Regions from separate parts of the Gossypium hirsutum genome. Here regions 1 and 3 are each linked to region 2. The links are chromatin contacts, called in public Hi-C maps. All regions are on one chromosome and are shown on one strand. Each heading gives the region's core, a stretch centred on a gene start, on an enhancer-like site or on the middle of the called end of the contact. The rest is flanking DNA. Distances are from core to core; before and after follow the strand shown.

Region 1 (4,984 bases), core at 2,309-4,808, 370 kb after region 2:
TCTTACCATCCATCAAAACTCAGCCTTACTCTTTTATTCAAACTAGATTTGTTTATTAGTCAAATCACCTGCTTGAAAAATAAAAATGTTAAGACAAAAACATAATATCTAAAAAAATGAACTTGGGTATAATTTAAGGCCATATTTGGCCTAACCCAACCCAACACAAATATATTATATTATAAATATAAAATAATAATTATATATTTATATTCAATCATTAATCCAATAATAATTAAATCATTATTCAAAGCCCAAAAAAAAAACTTACTCAATAAAATAATCCAACTCAAATATAACTTTTTAAAATATTTATTTAATGCAATAAAATATTTATTATATTTATGATAATATTTTTTAATATAAATGCTTTTCTTAATGTATTTTTAATGTATTGAAAAACTTATATTTTATTATTTTTAGTGCATTTAGTATATTATTTTTTCAAAAAAATATTTTCAAATAAATTAATCTAAAAAGAATCAAATATGAACAAACAAAGTCGGATCCATATCTACCTTCTTATTTTTTAAAATTAAGCAAAACTTGAGAAAAATTTTAAACCTATTTTTCAAGTCAGGCCAAACTCTCTTAGATGGACCCAACTTAAATCTGACCTAAATGTACCCAACTTAAATCTGACCTAAATCTAACCCAACCCATTTGATATAGTCACTTACTTTTCTTTAGCTTTCCACTCTTTTAATCCAATAGTGTTAAGAGTAACTCGAATCAGATTACCAAAAATATAACATTTAAAAAATGCGAAGTTCATAACACTGCAGGAAAAGAAACAGCCTCCAGATAAAAGAGAAAATGAAAATGCAAAAGCCTTGTAAACTCGGTATCACAGTTCTTGACTAGCATGTAAGCTTCAAAGCATACTTATCAATCACTTTCAAAAGTTGAATAAATGCTCCTACAGAATCTGCCCGCACATGTTTGCCAGGTCGGCTTGCAGATTCACAAAAATAGCTAAGAAAGAAAAATACAGTGAACTAATTTTGAGCTTCAAACGTGGTCCTTTTGAGGCGATAACATCCCCTGGATTGTTGTCCTCCTTAATCACCAATAAGCTCTAGCAATCAACACTGAAAACCGCAAGCATAAGACACAACTGACACAGCAAGCAGACAATCAAAGACAAAGCATCCACACAATATAGCAAGTACAACAACGAAGAGTTGCTCCACAAAACAAATGATTGCTTCAATACATAAGCAACTAATAAAGTTCTTGAAATTTGAAATTTGCATGCCATACAACATACCACCAAATCAAAAAGATATTTCCAATATAACCCCAGATGAACTATATAGATTTGAAGGATTTCAAATTGAACAAAATGTTGTAGGGAAGTGGCTAAACAATTCTAACCTCTTAAAATTTTATGAGCAATGGTAAAATAGAAAAGAAAATTGAACATCATTAAGGGAGGATAAGATAACATGAAAAGCCAAGTTTCATATGATTACAAACGCTTTGTATATTAAAAAAAAGAAGAAAGAAAATCAAGTTATAAATACTAGTATATGGTACTGTGGTTAACTCAATAATATTTGGATCCATACAACATGCCAAGTACTAACATAAGAATAAGGGAAATTAACTTGCATGGAAGTCTTTGAGATAATAGTCTAGTGGAACACCACAAAATGCAGAGGAATATATTAAGAAAAATCCCAAGGAACCATTACCATTAAGTTTGTGTCTCAGTCTCTTTTGCCTCAACATCATTTGTAGTGCCATTCGGCTCCCCAGCTTCAGTATCCTCCGTCGGTGGCTGAACCTGCTCCTCTTCTGGCAATGGTTCTTCCACGTAATCATTCTCAAAAGCATCAGCTGGGACCTCATAAATCCTAACTTGAGGCTTTGATGGATCCTTCACAAGCACATATTTCCCCTCATTCAACTTCATACACAAATCCACAATGGACTTCACAATCCCCCACATATTAGCAGTATTCAGATTAATTTGTGCAGCAAAATCCCTTGGCTTATAACCAACAACACCCAATATCACATGGTTAAAATGATCCCTAGGATGAACCCTCGAAACATAACCCAATTTCATCAAATCGGCACTAGCTAAAATTGATTGAGCAGTCCATTTAGCCAACTTATTCGCATTGTTCTTCAACTCGGTAGCCAAGACTGCCCCCCTTTGTGTTTCCAACTTCTGCCTCCAATCAACACCAGAATACTTGGGATCAAACTCATTAAGCGCATTCAAAGTGAGGAAAGACTTTTGATTATTAACCTCAACAACACTCTGAACCTCACACCGTGCAATCAAATACATATCATTATCAAGTTTCCACCTCCTATACCGATATGCCACAGAAGCCACCTCATCACCTTCATTGGCAAATGGGTTCAGCTCATCAAAACTAACCTTATTCCCATCCCTAACCAAAACCTGCTGTGAAAAATTCTGATTTATGTAAGCTGCTTCAACACTCAATGAATAAGCAGAGTTAATATCATCTTTAGCTTCAGGCAATGGCTCCTGAGAGGTCTCGTGGACCGATAGCAAATCTAACTGTGACCCATCTCTTTTGTCGAAAAATAGTTTATTCCCAACACGTTGAATCACAATGTCCCAAGAATAAACTGACCTGGGTGCACACATTAACGTTGCCAGAATCGTATCAGTGGCGAAAACAGTTGCTTTGTCCTCATTTGCCAATCTTCGGATCACCGGGTCGTCAGTCGTGGTGACTTTAAAGAAGTTTCTGTTCTTGAACCTCTCGAGTCTCCGTTCGTTCTTCGGGGTAATTCGATCAAAGGACCGATCGTAATACTCTAAAGCACCGCAGAGAAGTAAATCTTCAGGTTCTGGAACGGAAAAGGATAATTTGGAGAATGTTGAGAAAGGGATTTGATCCAGCATGTTCCACTCTGGTTGGATATCGACGGAGGATTTGAAAATCGCAGCTTCACGACGTTGCTGGTTCTGGTTCGATCGGTTGAGATTATAAAGACGGTCACGTCGGGCTCGTTCTTTTTCAGCTTCTCTTTTACGGGCCTCAACTTCTTCATCTCGCCGTTGAGGAAGTTGAGGTCGGTGTTGGTTGAAGCGCCACTTGGGGCCAAATTTAGGTCGAGTAGGCGGCTTTGCGTCGACTAAACGAAAGGAAGAATCGTCTTCGGGGTTTGCAAGAGGGAAAGTATCGAGGTCGAGCGAGAAATCGAAGGGGGACTCTGAGGAGGCTGCGCCAGGCTTCCCTGAAGAAGGGCGGTTAGATGGATTGGCATTTGCAAAAGATCGGGTGAAGTCGGCGATTCGGCCGAGTTTTTCAGAGCGGGAGAAGGGAGCGAAAGGAACGTGAAGAGGGAGAGTGGTGGTGGTGGACGGCGCGGTGGCGGTGGTGGAGTCGGGCGGACCCCAGCCGTCAGGATTAAACGGAACGGCGCCTACTTCGAAAACTCCTACCATTGTCGACGGATCTCTAGATTTTTCTTGCAGTGGAGCCGAAGTGTATAAAGAGTAAAACAGTGTAAGAAGATAAAAGAAAACCCTAGACCGGCGGAGGGGATTGTCTTAAATGACAGGTTTACCATAGGAATTTGGGCCCTTTGTTTAGATTTATATGAGAACTCGGATCTCTAATTGGGCCTCCACTATCTGAGTGCTACTCATATAAATATATTTTAAGTGGGAAAGAATCTGCTTGCACTAATGCAAAACTTAAAAGCGGTTTTATATTTAATTTTTAAGTAACATTTTACTATTAAAATTTAAATATTAATTACTTAGATTAAGAGCTTAGCTTTGTAAGTGGCTTATATTAATAATTTTTTTAATGTTATGGCAATAGTTTTGTCAATGCAACATTTAGACAATAGTTGAACATGGTTCGCAAAGGTGTGTCGAGAAGCACTAAACAAGGTTGAGACGATAGTTGGATGTGGTTCACACTAGTACACGAAAATCTATTAAAGAAGATGTAAAAAGTTAGGTAGGGTTTCAACGGTGTGTTAAGTGCTTGGAGTTTTCTTAAAAACGAAGAGGGTTATACAGAGGAGCTTGATATGGCTTTCACTAAATAGGTATCGTATAATGTAAGACCATATAGTGCTCTACTAGGATGTGATTCGTTATACAACTTGGCCCTACTCTTATAGAATCAACAATTGTAACATCTCTTACACGAGTCAAATCAATAACTCGAGCAAAAGATGTCACATTTCAATATTAATATATTACTTAAGTTCCATTATTATCTTTAAAATACCTCAATACATCCTTCAAAACATCATGTAACTCATCCATGTTCAATCACTAATCATTAACCATACAATCTTCAAGACATTCCCACTTCAACAGAACTTGTTTTCAAGGCATTTTACTATCTATTTAACACCTTCCTTATATAAGTACATGCCACATTATTGTCCATAAATTGAAATTCATACTTTTCCATCTTACCGTGTTGATGCAATGTGATTCGGTAAGCCACTCACGAACACTTTCCACACGATCACTTTCAGTACACTCTTTTTAGCTAGATTTCACTCCCTTTGCTACTTTTCTATTCCTTTCACACTTTTATCACTTTCTTTCCTTTGTCTACAGTACTTTCATCACTTTCTTATCTTTGGTTTCTATATAAACTGTAGCATCCCTATTTTGGCGGGTCTTAAGTTTTGGCGCATAGACTGAGAGTAATATATGTGGCGTAGTTCTATCCCCCCAATAGTTTCTTTTAGGCGTATAGAATGGGTGCATAAAAAAATTTGATATATTAGGTAAATAATGACCTTAAAATGTGTTGAGTTGTAAAGAGAAAGAGCTCGGTAAAAGTATTGAAGAAATTGCAAGTTGGGTTAACACCAAAGATATTGTACGCCAAGTTTGGTTGAAATTATTGTGCTAGTTACGTTGTAAACATTCTAGTTAGGGATCAATTGAGTAGATGAGTTTGGTATAAATAAATATATTGGATGATCATTTATGTTCTTCTCAAAGGTCGTAGACTAA
Region 2 (4,938 bases), core at 345-2,844:
CTTTAAAGAGATAAACAATTGATCGTTAGTATGAGCGTGAATCCCAACAACATCGTTAAGGTTAAAGGAGGAAATAAACAACCACTGCATCAAAACTCATGTAAAGCATTTAATGAAACTATAAATACCAAATAATACATAAAAGGACCATTTAAATACTGCATTAAATATTTTCAAAATACAAATTCCTCCTTATAACACATCATCCAAAAGAAAATTAAGAAAAACTAGTAATAGTCACTTTTTTTTCTTGGCCATTAATAGTCACTCATTGATTCCAATTCAAATCAGTCATCTATTTGCGCAATAATCACTTTAATTTCTCAAATTACCAAAATTTAAATTCCTCATTTGACTAAGATAAATAAATTGTTTTTAACTAGAATCATACTTTTAAAATTTCCCAGCATCCAAACATCGCAGAAGAAGTAAAAAAGCAAAGATTTCCTCTTGAAGTATCCAAGATTACAAATCATTTCTCGGCCCTTTTTTTAACATTCCTCATCTTCAGTGCCCAACAATATATAAAAAAAATCTTACAACATCATCAAAAGAAGACAAAAATAAAAATGATTTGTTTTTCTTAGTTTGAAGAAGTAGAAGAACCTGAAACTCTAGGTGAAGTAACTGGAAAAAGAGGGAGAAGCCTAGGCTCAGTATCTCGTGGTGTAGAGGCCGGCGATGGATGCAAATAAAAACCCTTTTCTTTAATTGCTTTCTCTTCAGCTTCCTTGTCTAAGTTGGCGATATTATTAATACAATCGGCGTGGTTTCCAGGTCCAGATCGATCAAAGGGATCGGATATCAAGGGAGTAACCGGGCTAAGAGTCAAAGACGGGAAGTCAAGAATGCTAGGGGAGAGTATTTCGGGTTTTCGGGGCGAAAATCCTGAATTGTTAGAGTTGAAAACCGGGTTCAAGGGGTTGATCTTGAGGTTCTTGAGAGAGTTCCTTCGCTCGTAAAGTCTAAACCCAGAGTTTTGCTTATTTTTGGGGATGGACTTGATCGGCGGGATGTGGGTTTTGAGGTTGGGATCGGAGTGAGGGGAGGAAGTTGAGTTAATGGAAGAAGCAAGCTTGGCGGCCTCGGAGGATCCGGTGAGCATCTGGACGACTTGCTTGAAAGACGAAGTGTCGGCTTGGACGAAAGTTGTCGGGTAAGGATTGGCGGATTCGGATCTGGTGATGAGTTTGGGTTGCTGGGGCAGCGGAGTCGGGGGTGGTGGGGCGGTGGTGTTGCTGCTGATGCTGCTGTTGGGACTGTGGGTTTTGGGAGAAGGAAGGAAATTGGGATTTGGGCTCAGCCATGTAGTGGTTTCCATTTAGGGCTACCTTTTCTTTTGTGTTGATTTTCTTGTTTCTGTTTGGATGCTTGGGAAAAGGGGAAAAAAGGTTAAAATGAAAGGAAATGGAGGAGACAGGGATATAGAGGTTTTGGTTTGGTAAGAAATGTTTTGGTGGATTGCGAGCTTTTGGGTTCGGCTGTCGTTTTTGTTTTGTCTAAACCGTGTATTTATTTAATTATCAAGGTAGTATTTGGAAAGTAATCTGCATATGGATGTAAATATTTGAATAATATGATTGGGTAATTATTGGAATTTATGGGTTTTATTGAATTGTAACTTAACTTTTAAAGGAGGGTCAGAATTGAACTACTTAGGAAGGTAATTTATATTTAATTTTAATTTTAAAAAAATATTTTTATATAAATTTAAATTATAAATTTTTATATTATAAGTATAAGCATGAATGAGTGTGTTGAATGTTTATGGTAAAAGGTTTATTATATTATAAATTCTAAAAGGTATATCTTGAAAATAATTTATATAGTAAAAACAAAAATATATTTTTTAAATTTAAAATTTTTAAAATTATGATAAAAAGTTTATTATAAAAAATAATTTATATATTATAAAAGTGTTATAATATATTTATTTATAAAAAAAGTGTATATTTTTTTATTATAACATTTATAAAAAGATAATTTTCTAAAATTATGGGAAAAATATTTATTTATAAAAAGTGTTACAAAAGTTATCAATACTTTATAAATTTTTTTTATAGAGGTTATATATTATAAATTTTATATTATTTTGACTTATTTTAACTTAATTTACATATTATAAGAAAATGTTATAATCTAGCATATTTCTTTGTTCAAATTAAGTTTATATAAATTTTTTATTATTAAGGCTACAGACTATTTGCATTGTAAACTTAAATATTTTATGATAAATTTTAATGATACAAATACAAAAATTTTTCTTACATCATATTGCGGGATATGATATTCTTTAAAAAAATGGAGCATAACAAAAAAAGATGGATCGTACTAGCATGTTGCATACTTCATAGCGTCATTCATAGGTGGATTCGGAATGATCCATACTTCAAATAATATATAGAATAAAGAGATTTTTATCATCTTAATTATACAAATTCAAAATCAGATGACGATAAACTCGGTCAATGACCAACATTTGATGAAAAGGAGCATATGTTAAATATTAAAATCAGAATAACCCAACAAATATGAAACACTAGAACAATTAGATAAAATTATATATGATGTTTATTTTTCTTGTTATTTTTATTAGAAATCGTATTCTAAATTACTTTTTTGGACTAACATAATACATATGATAATTTAATTTGAATTTTTGTTTTTTTTAGAAATTCTTTTTATCATGACAATATTTTTTATAGTAATTATTATATTTTAAAAATACAAGTTATATAATTGTGTAATTACAATTTGTCCTGTCAAATGTGACATATAGAATTACAATGTAATTGTACTATATCGGCGAAACAGATCTAAAGAATTACAATAAAATAAGTTAAAATTTACTATTAGAAGAGTATTACAATTTGTAATATTTGAAGTATGGATAATCTCAAATTCACCTATAACTATAACTGAAGCTATGAAGTATGCAACATATTAGTACCATCCAATCTTTTATTTTTTATGCTCCATTTTCTTCAATGATATTATACCCCACACTATGATGTAAGAAAACTTTTTGTATTTGTATCAATAGGATCTACCATATAATATTTAGGTTTACAATATAAATAGTTTGTAACCTTAATCATAAAAATTGAGATTATCCCTGAACGTCTAAAGAATTAAAATTTATATTTCATAGCTTTATTCATATTATTATATTATTTGTATTTAATAATAATGATATAAGTTAAAACTTAGTATGATACAATAAAATATATTGGGCAGCAATTAAAAATTTATTAAGCCGTAAAGCATAAAACCTAGAAATTTGAGGAACTAAAATAAAAATAAATTCATTAATTCTTTTGACTACATTTTTATTATGAAAATATTTTAAAATTTACTAACATTATTATTTAAAAAATTAAGATCACCAATAGTTTCGATGCTAAAAACACTGAATAAATATTTTTAAATAACATACTAGTCATTAATAAAACAAACCCTACAAAATGCAAGGCAAGGCAACCAAAGTTAAATTTAACATAATCAAGGCAAACAAGATTCCAACTTTAACATCAAATATCTCGTAATCAGTTGTAATATCCCGAATTAGGGCCTAATCGAAATAGTAGTTTCGTGACCACAAATCTGATATAGAAATAATTATTTTATAATTATTTTGAAGTTTATGATATGATCGCATGATTGTGTGAAAATTTCGTGACGAAATTCTATGCATAAAGTGCTTAAGTTGAAATTAGGGACTAAATCGAATAATTTGCAAAACTTGTATTCTAAAAGTTTTTAGTATGAAATTGCTTTGGAATATTAATGAGGAGGTCTTAAATATCAATTTGACCAATTTCTAGAATTTTGGACAAAAACGGGCTTATACATGAAAATTTTCAAAGAAAGGTATTAAGGGTATTTTAGTCATTTTGTAATTAAAATTAATTAAAAGAGAAATTAAGGCCAAAATGTGTTCATCTTCATCAAGCCTTGGCCGAATCTTACCTCTCTCCATAGCTAGGGTTTCTTCAAATTCCAAGCTTCATAGTAAGTGATTTCAAACCCCGTTTTTAATGATTTTTATGTTTTTGAAATCCCGGTAGCTCGATTTAGCTTATGCAAGCAATAATTCAACCTAGGGTTCATATTTGGAAAAATACCCATAGGTGAAATTTGTGTATTTTGGTGTTTTATGATAGAATATGAGGTTTTAAATTATGTTAGACAACTTGTGCTACTCGGTTTTAAGTGAAAATGAGTAAAAGGGCTTAATCGGTAAAAATACCTAATATTCATAAGTACATGTTAGAGTGTGAATTTGATGTTGCCATAGAAGGGAAAAATGATCAGCATGTCATAAAACATAAGAAAATAGGATGAGGTTTAATTTACGAGCCTTGGGGCAAAAGTGTAAATATGTGAAAGTTTAGGGGCAAAATGGTAATTTTGTTAAAGTTCGTATTAGGGGCTGTTTTGATGAATGTATGTATTAAATAAAATTAATTTGGTATTATAGATCAAGAGAAACAAGATTCAAGTCGTGATCGAGGGAAAAACAAAAATTTACGAGGAATAGGCTCAATTGCTAATATTTGTATCGAGGTAAGTTCGTGTGTAAATAAGGTAACATAATTTTTATTTTAAGTGATTTAATGATATTTGTATGATATGATATTTATTATCATGAAATATTGTGCTTTGTGAATTATTATTTGGTAATATGCAAATTATGTGAACAACTTGATAAGTATGAGATGTTAGCAAGTATCGGTTTTTACATTTCGAAGAAGGTGATCAAAATGTAAAATTGAGAAGAATCCCGTTTGAACCGTGGGAATAGATTAGGGTACAAGTGACATATCACTAGGATGGTTGAGTTCCGAACTCGTTGAGTTGAATCCGAGTTCGTGAGATGTAACTAGGCATCTGAGCTCGTTGAGTTGAGTCCGAGTTCACTTATGGATGCGAACGCCC
Region 3 (5,017 bases), core at 1,625-4,124, 330 kb after region 2:
TAGGAGGTTGAAGGGTCACATGGGTGTAAACCTGTAAGGTTAGCTCTTAGTACAAGTTTTTATGTGAATAGCATATTTCCCATCCATATTTAATGCGATTTTACTGCAATAAACCATATCACGATGAGCCCATGACTGTCCTGAGTTTTCTATAACCAACAAGTTCAACACAGATGACATGGTAGTAGTAATAATAATAATAATAACACAACATAGCATTTCTCTTTAAAACATTGAGAGATTGGGGCAGGAGCTTTTGCTGCTGGTCTTTGTAGAACCCAGGAATTGGAACAATCTCTTTTTTTCTTTTTGGATGAACTAGAGCTGAATCTTTAGTTTCCCACAATCCTTTCTAAGATGTGTCATGGGATTATAATGTTACTTTTGATACTCTAAAACCTTTTCAAACATGATCAGAGTTGCCTTTCATCAGTGAAAAGAAACTAATAGATAATTTTGCCTAAATACATTTGACCCTGTTAAGACGGGCATTATTTATACTGCAATTTTCACTTGGCGTCATCGAATCGAAAGCAAAAATATGGGGACACACCATATCCAAAGCCCATCATTGCATAAGATTTCTTGACAAACGGACACTTACTTACATGACTCTCGTAACATTAGCAATCAATCTCAATAGGCCGAAAGGATATAGCAAAAGGCCAAACCTAGTTCTGCTGACGAGTACTTCCATTTTTCAATAAATAATCAATTTATAAATCTTAAAAAGTCATATATGTCTGCCACTAGGTAGACAACACACTCCTTCCCATGGTCACTTATTTTTCTTTGTTCTGGTCGTCGTAATTAATGGATATCATTACGATTCCTAGAAATAATGTAGTCAAAGTAGAAATCGATTGATTATTCGTCTGTAATCTATTTTCACACAAAGCAATACACTGAACAAAATGCGATTACAATAAGCTAGGGAACTCGTAAGTACTGGTAACACATTAAGAGCAACAACAAAGGAAAAGAGTGGAATCTAAGTTTCTAGTAGCATTTGGGTTCGAAAGCAAATGGCCCAACGGTGTATAGAATAAACGGAAGCTTATTCGCAGTAAATGGCTTCTCGGGCCTCAAGGTAGCTCCCTTCAATCCACCATGGAGATTAGATGGTTTGCTGCATTTAGCCATTGGCGATGATACTAGAGACACTGTGCATTTGTGGGCTCCAAAGCTGGTGACGGTCTTTGGTGCTTGCAGGAAGAAATAGCCATTCTTGTCAGTTTTCGCAGTGGCCTCTTGCTTGTATTTGGTGTTCTTGCATGTCAGCTTTACAGTGGCGCCTGTAAAAATCGAAACCAATGTGCTCAGTCTAGTCAGTACTACTCGAGTTAGTTTTAAATTAATTAACTCTGCAACGGGAAAAGAAAAAGAAGCTAATGGGTTTTTTCCTTTTGTTTCAACATAGGGTTCCATGACAATGCAATGCATGCCCAGTCATTGATGTTGTAGAAACCTAGAAGTATGAGCTCTAACGTTGAAAAAAGGTAAAGTTTGCTGCTTTAACTCATAAAACGCCAAGCTATTGATGTTACCTCACAGAGTAAGTTAAAATCCAAGAAACCATTTCTCTCTCTCTCTCTCTCTCTGAACTCAAATTTAAAATGCAAGTTTCCCATTCAAACAAACATGAAAGTCACATGCATGCCTAAATCAAAATGATTATACCATTAAAAAGAAAGACGTACTAGGGCTAATGATTCTCGATGCAAATGAATATAACCAAGCATTGCACTTAAAGGTTTTGTTTAGTGAAAAAGATGTTAATTTTAATCTCTTTTTTAAGTATAATGATAGGTTTCAAACTGACCCAAAATAGGTTTTGCTCCCAACAGGGTGTTGGATCCAGCGTATTTGCATGACTTGCAAAAAACAACGCCCTGAACAGCCACTAGGCTCCTTTGTGGTTTAGGATAAGTAGGCGGCTTAGCTGGAGAAGGCGATGGTGGAGGATATGTCGGTGGATGCACTGGTGGCTTAGTCGGGGGCGCAGTTGGCGGCTTAGTTGGAGGATAAACTGGTGGCTTGGGTGGAGGGGCGTAAGTTGGTGGCTTGGTCGGTGGCTTGGGCGGAGGAGCGTAAGTTGGCGGCTTGCTGGGTGACTTGGGTGGAGGAGCGTAAGTTGGCGGCTTGCTGGGTGACTTGGGAGGAGGAGCGTAAGTTGGCGGCTTGCTTGGTGACTTGGGTGGTGGATAAACTGGAGCAATCTTGGGTGCTTTGGGTGGGGGGTAAACAGGTGGGTGAGTTGGGGGCTTAGTAGGGGAAGGGGTTGGCTGGTGGGGATGCGGATGCGGATGCGGATGCGGATGCGGATGGGGATGGTGATGGTGGTGGTGGTGGCTTGGTGGGTGAGCAGGTGGCACTACAGGCGAAATTCCATGGTAATGAGGAGGCAAAGCCTCAGGCAAGATCTGAGAAGACACCGTGAAGCTACTCAGTACGAAAAGGGAAAGGTGCAGGAGCAAGGCAGCTTTAGTTGCTACTGCAAACCCCATATTTTGCTTGAAGCTTAGCTGTAAGAGACTTGAAGAGAGGTGGTGAAGTTAAGTCCTTCTAAGAACTGCATTTATAGGGGTTAAGCCGTGATTCTCTGCGGTTTTTAATCATGAAAATCTTGTTTTACAATAGAGTGAGGGAGTGGGGTTAGGGCCCTAATAGTAATTAAAAATCTATTCAATGTACGGGTTAATCAGAATCCATAAAATTTACACTTATGAAAATAGGGTTCATGACCTTAAATGCATAAACCAATTTAGAATGGTTTTTCAGCAGGACATTATTATATTGAGTGATTGATTCAATTTAGCTTTAATTTTGTAGCCAAGTACTTGGGCATGGCACATGCATGCAGAAGAAAAATGGAAATTCTACCCATACATACATACGGTGCAAGAAAATGTAGAAGTTTCCAAGGACTTCGTGTAGTGGACCCTTTTATAAAATTAGATTTATTCCATTAAATAAAAGATTAGGCCTCTAAAATTATGAAGCTTGTTCCTTTGGTTAGGGCAATCATAGAGTAGGCTTGAACGTTGAACATAAAAGGAAGATAAAGTTGATGTCTTTAGGGTAAAATGATAGGAATCCGAGCTGCCTTGGATGAGAATATTGTCCTTTTCAAGGTTTTTTTTTTTTAAACTTTTTCTAACACAATAATGGTTCAATATCATTTTCATTTTCTAGAAATAAATGTTTATTATTTTAAACTATATTTATAATATTATATACAGCAAGCCAGGTGCTGGGCTGGCAGTACCGAATTTCATGAAAAAAATTTTATTCAAGTTTTTTAAAATTTTAAATTAACAAAAATAAAATTATATTTTAACTCTTTAAAAATAATAAAATTTTAATTTAATTTTTTAAAATTTATATTTTTACTATTACATAAGTTACAATTTAATTTTAGCTCCTAAAAAAATTTTATAATTCTTCCTGCAACAAGCTTGTTCAACCTTAAATCAACTGCTATTGTTGTAATTATAAAAAAAAAAAGAGAGTTTCCTCGGATTTAAAAGTTTCAAAGTTGTATCAAAAAATATTATATAAAACAAAACAGATCAATTGAAAGTGTGCTCACTTTTGCTTTTGTAAAGATTTTCCAAGTCACATTTTTAACCTTGGTATAGTTTTTTTTTTTAAGATTTATTTTGGGTATACAATTATTTATTTTTTAAATTAATTTCAATTATACATTTGAAAGCGTAATTGTTATATTTTTAGTATTTAAAATATGTTTTATATATTAATATTAAATTTTATAAACAATTTATATTAATTACTTAAAAATATTAAAAATTTATATTTTTATATAACAATTTATTTTTATAATTTTATTACAATTGAAATTAATATTTTCATATTCAGTGTTATTTGAAATAGGCTGAAACTTATTTGTATATTAACCCAAAAATAAGAATTGAACCGATCTTTAAGTGAATTACTTGAAATTAGTAAAAATTAAAAGTCAAAATAAAATTTTTTTACTAATTTAATTGATTTTTATATTTTTTAAACAATTTATTTTTATTTTATAAATTTTTTAGTTATTTATTTTATTATTATTAGAATAACAATCGAACCAATTAAATTAAGAACTCTCGGCTCATTCGACAAATGGATAGGTTATTATAATATTGTTTCATATATTAAATTAAGGCAAATAAATTAATAAAACAAATTACATTGAGAGAGAGCATATGGGAATGGGAGCGGAGTCAGTGTGGGGAAAAGAAGGAAAAAAAAACCACTGCACCTTCGCCACGTTGCTATCTCTAATAAGGAAACTCTTGTGACGATAAAAATAGACATGGGAATGCAAACAAAATATTGGGCCAACGGTTCTTTCTTCTCACTTTTTATAAGGACAAGATTTAAATAGATTAGAGGTTCTATTAATTAAACAACCATTTTGTTCTACATCACACGTTTTTTAATTATGGGTATTTTTTTTATCAATTTATCATCCAATTAAGTATTTCATCGAGATTATTTTTTATCAATTTTTATTAATTGTATTAACAGGAGAATGATGTGACTACTGAAAAACTAATATAATAATAAATTTAATTTTCCAACTTTTAGGTATTATATAATTTAGTTTTAGTTTTAAAAAATTAATACTCAAATTTTACAAATGATTTTAATTCATCCTAATTCTAATTTTTTTTTTAAAAATACATATATATTTTAAATTTATATAATATTAAATTTAAATATATATAAATATTTTTAAAAATATAATAATAATTTTATATTTTATATTAATATTAATATTAATATTAAATTTAAAAGAACCCTCCCCTCCACCAATTCTATGGCTCTATATTTTCCAATGATTGGATGCTTGTCTTCTTCTCCACGTCTTCTATCATTTCATTGTTCAAGCTCTTAAGCTCCTCTCTTGACTCAGGTTTAATAGGCAGATGCGTTCTGTACTGATGTCTTGATGCAAGGATAAGAAAGACCAATAAATTTATAAATCCCAACACTGCAAATAACCAGT

The links. Hi-C and Micro-C count contacts between places; a contact is called where the count stands out from the background.
Region 1: a contact with region 2 is called in a Hi-C map of leaf, with 3 times the contacts expected there. The contact joins the promoter of LOC107934288 here to the promoter of LOC107962251 in region 2. A contact is called at or near these places in 4 of 34 Hi-C or Micro-C datasets (leaf and petal).
Region 3: a Hi-C map of leaf shows a contact between it and region 2, with 1.9 times the contacts expected there. The contact joins the promoter of LOC107934283 here to the promoter of LOC107962251 in region 2. A contact is called at or near these places in 2 of 34 Hi-C or Micro-C datasets (leaf and seedling).

What each region holds. Positions count from the first base shown.
Region 1 is chrA06:87,975,817-87,980,800 of Gossypium_hirsutum_v2.1, forward strand. It overlaps LOC107934288 (eukaryotic translation initiation factor 3 subunit D), which reads right to left and starts at 3,559. Exons shown (of 2, transcript XM_016866663.2): 1 at 1,698-3,559; 2 at 740-1,091. The coding sequence starts at 3,439. The coding sequence ends at 1,700.
Region 2 is chrA06:87,610,460-87,615,397 of Gossypium_hirsutum_v2.1, forward strand. It overlaps LOC107962251 (VQ motif-containing protein 4), which reads right to left and starts at 1,595. Exons shown (of 1, transcript XM_016898570.2): 1 at 430-1,595. The coding sequence starts at 1,321. The coding sequence ends at 584.
Region 3 is chrA06:87,938,109-87,943,125 of Gossypium_hirsutum_v2.1, forward strand. LOC107934283 (non-classical arabinogalactan protein 31) reads right to left here and starts at 2,875. Exons shown (of 2, transcript XM_041115756.1): 1 at 1,823-2,875; 2 at 845-1,295. The coding sequence starts at 2,507. The coding sequence ends at 1,000.